2 separate regions of the Mus musculus genome follow, and region 1 is linked to region 2. The links are chromatin contacts, called in public Hi-C maps. All regions are on one chromosome and are shown on one strand. The core of a region is the stretch at or near the end of the contact, and the rest is flanking DNA. Distances in the headings are between cores, read along the strand shown.

The links. A called contact is a pair of places that touch in the nucleus more often than the background predicts.
Region 1: a Hi-C map of cerebellum shows a contact between it and region 2, with 2.0 times the contacts expected there. The contact joins the promoter of Lncppara here to the enhancer-like site in region 2. A contact is called at or near these places in 2 of 39 promoter capture datasets (the 3T3-L1 cell line and hippocampal neurons), 1 of 15 datasets of contacts at CTCF or cohesin (the NIH/3T3 cell line) and 3 of 484 Hi-C or Micro-C datasets (the G1E-ER4 cell line, Sertoli cells and cerebellum).

What each region holds. Positions count from the first base shown.
Region 1 is chr15:85,702,352-85,705,187 of GRCm38.p6, reverse strand. Lncppara (long noncoding RNA near Ppara) reads right to left here and starts at 1,415. Exons shown (of 2, transcript NR_110483.1): 1 at 898-1,415.
Region 2 is chr15:85,402,275-85,404,974 of GRCm38.p6, reverse strand. All of the region lies in intron 9 of Atxn10 (ataxin 10), which reads right to left. Among named protein-coding and RNA genes, the nearest start is that of Gm23517, 52 kb to the right of the region's middle. Within about 2 kb of position 1,399, at least 83 of the 459 cell types and tissues checked have an H3K27ac peak or open chromatin away from gene starts, as enhancers often do. A contact at or near this core is called in cerebellum, where this site is marked.

The sequences.
Region 1 (2,836 bases), core at 166-2,665, 300 kb before region 2:
GGTCTCTCAACACTTCGGGTTCTGCCCTTGGCTGTCAGGATACAAGTACGTGGGCAGGTCTGGCTGGAAGGTCGAGACTGGCCCCTCTGACTCTGGGCACCATCATGCATTTCCGTGGGGTCCTTTTGGCTGGCCCCTGGGGATTCTCAGCCACTCTACTTAGCAGCAGGAGGCCGGTGTATGCCACTGTGTCAGCCCCAAAGCGCCTTTTCTGCACTTGGTGAGCCTCCCTGAATCTGGGCTTCATTGCAACAGAAGCCTTGCAGAGCCCAAGCTATGGTAGAGAAACACCAGGACACAAGCACCCTAGTTCTAGCAAGGACAGTGGGCCACCACGCACTGTGCCTTAGCCCAACACGGGAACAGATGTGCCTCTGTCTCCCTCATCTGGCCTTTCTCTAGGCAAGACCTTCTGGCAGATCCTCCATTGATACCAAGTGGCCTGGCCTGGGGGAAGCAGGATCACACTGGGGGGATTAAGTGATGGTGCCCGGGGTACAGAGAAAAGAGAGGGACCTCATGCTGAGGTCCCCAGAGGTCTCTCAGGGCTCGGTGACCTTGTCCTCAGGTTGGGAGGCTACGTCTCTTCCACTTGGAGCTGGTGATGAATGGAACTGCACCTCTGTTAAGCCATGCCCAGTCTAAGTAGGCCGATACGGGGTCAAAAGTCACCATATCATATCATGGGTAGATGTGTCATCTGGGGTAGATTGCTGGGGGGTGGGGTGGGGCACAATACTGAGGGCAGGGGTTGGGGGGAGCACAAAGCCTCTAGGTAAAGACATCTAAGCTGAGGGCAGGTCCTGGAGCACTGGCAGGGATGTGCCTCTGACCCTAGCCTTCCTTACTCTCAAGTCTCCCTACTTTCCAGAGGAAGGACATTGGGGCCCTACTTACCACAGGGAAGCCATAGGCATGCAGAACTTCCTGCTTGGTTCCACTTCCTGACCACCTTGGGGGTTAGAAACAAAAGCAATGATCATCAACTTCAGAAGGGAGAAAGCCTGGCCCCTGGTGGCCTCCCCTGGCCACTCCTTAAGATCCTATAGCACAATGGCATTTTCATCCAGTCTGCCTTTTGCCTGGTGACACTTTGCATGCAAAGCCTTGGATGGAACGGCCTCTAAGCTCAGCCCTGTGCTGGGCATGTGGGTCAGAGACTATGCTCCAACTTCACCCATGGTGGGCAAGCGTGTTTTTGTGGGTGGCCAGTGGCCCGCGTGCAACTTCCCTAGGACATAGGGCAAATGGGGCTTGAACTCTCCCAAAGAGCAGAGACCCAGAGAAAGGGCTCACTGGACTACAGACTCACACCATGAATCAAGTCACTATCCTACCTCCCTCGGGCCCAAATCATCATGGCAGAGCCATTAGTAAGACAGAAGGAAGGCCAAGCAGGGACATGGGGACAGTGAGGGAGAAGCCTGGCCAGCTGAAGGGCTCTGGAGCTGAGCCTGGGGTACAGAATATGGAGACAAGGATCTGCCCACTTCTGTCCGTCAAGCCGGAGTGCTTTGTTGCAGGCCTTGTTAACACCCCCCTCCCCCAACCACGACTCAAGGATGGGAAGATGAGCCCATTGGCTACTGAGGGTCTGGTGAGGACACACAGGGTGGGAAAGCCCCCTCCCTGACTACCAGCCTCGCATGGGCTCCCAAGACAGCCGAGCTATCTGTCACGCTGACACCCTTTCTCGGATCCTTCCCACTGCGCCCATCAGCCCTGCCCCCAACCCACAAAGCCTCGAAATGCCCTGGGCAAGCCTCCTCTGCCCTCCTTGGCCATCTCCCAGGTCCTTCCCACCTCCTGGCTTTTGCTCTGGTCTGTCCGTCTGCCAGGAACCGCTGACCTGTTTTTCCTGTTTCTTTCCACAAGGCTCCTGCTCCCCGGGGGGGGGGGGGGGGGCAGGGGGGTGCTGGCTCTGCTCTGGTGAGGCTGACCCACAGGTGCCTGTCTTAGGCCGATTCCTCTCACAGTGCCTCTCCACACTCTGGTGGCAGGCATGGCTATCATGGTCTCTTCAGTTCCAGGGCAGCTCTACTCTACCTGTGGGGGACTTACGCTGGTTCCACAAGACTTCAGGGAGGGTCACCCTTACTGGATCTCTGGTCATCTCTAGAGCCATTTGTGAAGGAGAAGGAAAAGGCCCAGTTCCATATTTGGGAAGCGTTCCGATGTGTCAAGCCCACCTGTGAAACAGCCTGGCCTCGGGCCTGGGGCTTGGGACCCACAGAAATGACTCCTTTCTCAAGGGGTAACAAGGAAGGGGTCCTGAAAGAGACTGCAGGGACCCAGTGGGGACAGGCTGGAGGAGGGCCAGTGGCGGGGCGGGCAGGGAGTGAGCAGTCAGCAGACGCCCTGCCATCTGCCAGCCGCCACCTCTCAGTCCTGTCCCAGTCCTGCAGTGTCTGCCTGGGGGAGGAGCCAGGCTGGCCAGGACAGGTGTGCCAAAGGCCTAGGCAGGCAGGTGGCCCTTTCAGGGCTGGGCGGATGTCTGGAGGGAGAGAGGCAGACAGACAGTGTCACCCTGAAGTCACCTCAGGCTTGGCTTGGGGCCACCAAGAGCCAGACCCCCCCCCACAGTAACCCCCCCTCTCTTGGCTTCCCTGATTAGGTTTCTCCCATAAAGCGGCCAGTGTCTCTGCTCAGTAGGCCGTGCCAACAGCGAGTCTGGGAACGGCGGGAGGGGGTTGGCATCCGGCTGGGCAGAAGGCGGATCTCCTTGTGAACAAGGCCCATAAAGTTAAAAAGATGCACGCTCACTGGGTAGGCATGGGTCGACATGCCAGGGGGCAGGCCATGCCCAGTGGGCACCATCTTGGATCTAGCTAGGACA
Region 2 (2,700 bases), core at 150-2,649:
AGACTGGTGGGATATGGTCTGCTTAATCCTTGGAAGGGCATTTGCATAATTTTGTAAAAGCAGAAGTGAAAATCCAGAGTAGGAAATAAGAAGTCCCCAGGATGAAACTGGGATAAGATCTGCAGAGGACAGGGTTTCAGCACTGCTGAGGGAGTAGCTCAAAGGTCTTCAGTGGGCCAGTGACAAGGAGAGTAAAATTCTGGAGCTCACAGGCTGCTAGTTCATGAAAAACTCTCAACCCCTCCTTTAACAGGGCTACAGTTTACTGAGATGTTTACAGACAGAACACAGGAAGACAACTGCCACACGCAGGCAATGGGCCCAAATTGTATTGTCAGCATAGCATCAGAATCTTTTTCTTTCTTCCTTCCTTCCTTCCTTCCTTCCTTCCTTCCTTCCTTCCTTCCTTCCTTCCTTCCTTCCTTCCTCCCTCCCTCCCTCCCTTCCTTTCATATTTATTTATTTTATTTTATGTATGTGAGTATACTGTAGCTGTACAGATGGTTGTGAGCCTCCATATGGTTGTTAGGAATTGAATTTTAGGACCTCTGCTTGTTCTGATCAACCCTACTTGCTCTGGTTGACCCCCTGCTTGCTCAGTCCCTGCTTGCTCTGGCCCAAAGATTTATTTATTTATTATTATACATCTATATTTATATATTTATATTATTATTAGAAGTACACTGTAGCTGTCTTCAGGCACACCAGAAGAGGGTGTCAGATCTCATTACAGATGGTTGTGAGCCACCATGTGGTTGCTGGGATTTGAACTCAGGACCTTTGGAAGAGCAGTCAGTGCTCTTACCTGCTGAGCAATCTCACCAGTCTCAGAATCTTTTCTAATGTTAAATTGGCAAGAGGTGGATAAACCTTCTGTGATGTCAGGAGGTGGAGACAAAAGCAAAGCACAGTTTGAGGACAAGCTTACAAGACAGGAGCCATGGGCCCTCCATGTTTAAAGAGGACAATCCCACAGAACAGGAACAAATTAAAAACCCCTAAGTCACTAGGAGAAAGTCCACTGAAGAGATGGGGAAGCGGAGAGAAGGGCAGTGGAAAAGACAAAGACAGAGATATACAAATTGAGAAAAACGGTAAACAAGGGCCTAGGGGAACACCAAATGCAATTGTCTTAAATAACTAAAAGCAAATGTAAGCAGGTAGCACAATGAAAGTCCATTTTTAAAACAGCACAAGAAGGCTCAGAAATGAAATCTCTGATAGTCTCCAAAGGCTATAACTGTCCTCACATTCCAGCTAAATGCAGAAAGAGGCCAGCTGGCAAAACCCAGTGCTGAGCCACAAGCCAGGCTCACAGGCACCGGCACTCCCCTTGTGAGCGAGGCCAGCCCACAGCATGATGCCCATCCCCTGCTTCCCTCAGCTTTTCACATAGGCACCCGGCTCATCTTGAGCTCAGTGGAGCCTTCCCATCTCTCTGGTACACACCGCAGTCACTCAATCTCAGGCTAGCCTCAAGAACTCACTTAAATGGCAAGTTCTTACATCTGTCTCCCTGTGCACATGAATTCCTCAAGAGGGCACTATGCCAAATCCATTTCTACATTCTCACTGTCTAGAACACCAGCTGGTGCAGAGCAGATGGCAAATACATACTTAAACTAGAGTTCAGGTCCCTGCCATGGTTACAGAACAGTGTGGTAGCTCCTATCTGGAGAACTGAGTAGAAATGGCCTCTTTCCAACTGCTACCCAGCAGTAACACAGACTTGAGTTAAACATCACAGCATGGGAGACTCGATGCCATTCTCCTACTAAAATATAACAGTATGAAATTAAATTCTACCAAAATAAGATAAGCTTTGAAAGAAAGAGATGCCAGATAATTACTTCAAAACTGATTTTTTTTCTGGTATTTAATAATATAACTCTGATCCTTTGCTGCCAGGAAAAGCAAACAATTAGCCATGCCAAAGGCTGACAATGCTGTAGATGTATGCTAGGCAGTTCCATCTTTTTTGCTCCCTCAGAAATGGAAGGGGCTAGTTTAACACTTGAAATAAAAACTTTCCCATTTTCCCAAACTAATGACAGCTACAGAGATAGAAACTTTACAGTGTCAAAATTACTTGGGTTTTCATTAGATTCTGACATGCAATAGAAATGTGAAACATGCACTCATTCACCAAAAGCTAACATGCCCAAACCAGCAGAAGGTAAATACAAATCTTATTCCTCTGCAGTAGAAAAAAAGAAACCCAACACACTACAGGATTGAATAATCTTTCCATTTTTGTGTCCTTGCCTCTGCCTCTCTTTCACACTGACAAATTGATATGCACTCAAGAATGCCCCTGATCACTTCGATATGAGTTTTTAATTATTTTTGTTAGTAAAATTCCCCAGATCATATGCTAATGTTTTAATTTTTTTCTATAAAAGCCGAATTGAAATTCTGATAAACCCTAGATACTGGCTGAACAAGGTAAGGACATGTGCACAGATCATGCAAAGGGAACAAAGGAAGGAAGACTGGCTATAGTCACCATGGTGGCCATTTTCCTCCTATCAGGGACAAACAGGACCTCTAGATCCATGCCTCTGTGTGTGTGTGTGTGTGTGTGTGTGTGTGTGTGTGTGTGTGTGTGTGTTTTCCTCTTAACTTTCAGGTGCTGTAAGAAAAAAACTAAACAAGCTAAAAACCAAGCCTGCTACATGTGCACTCGAAGGCCGGACGTTA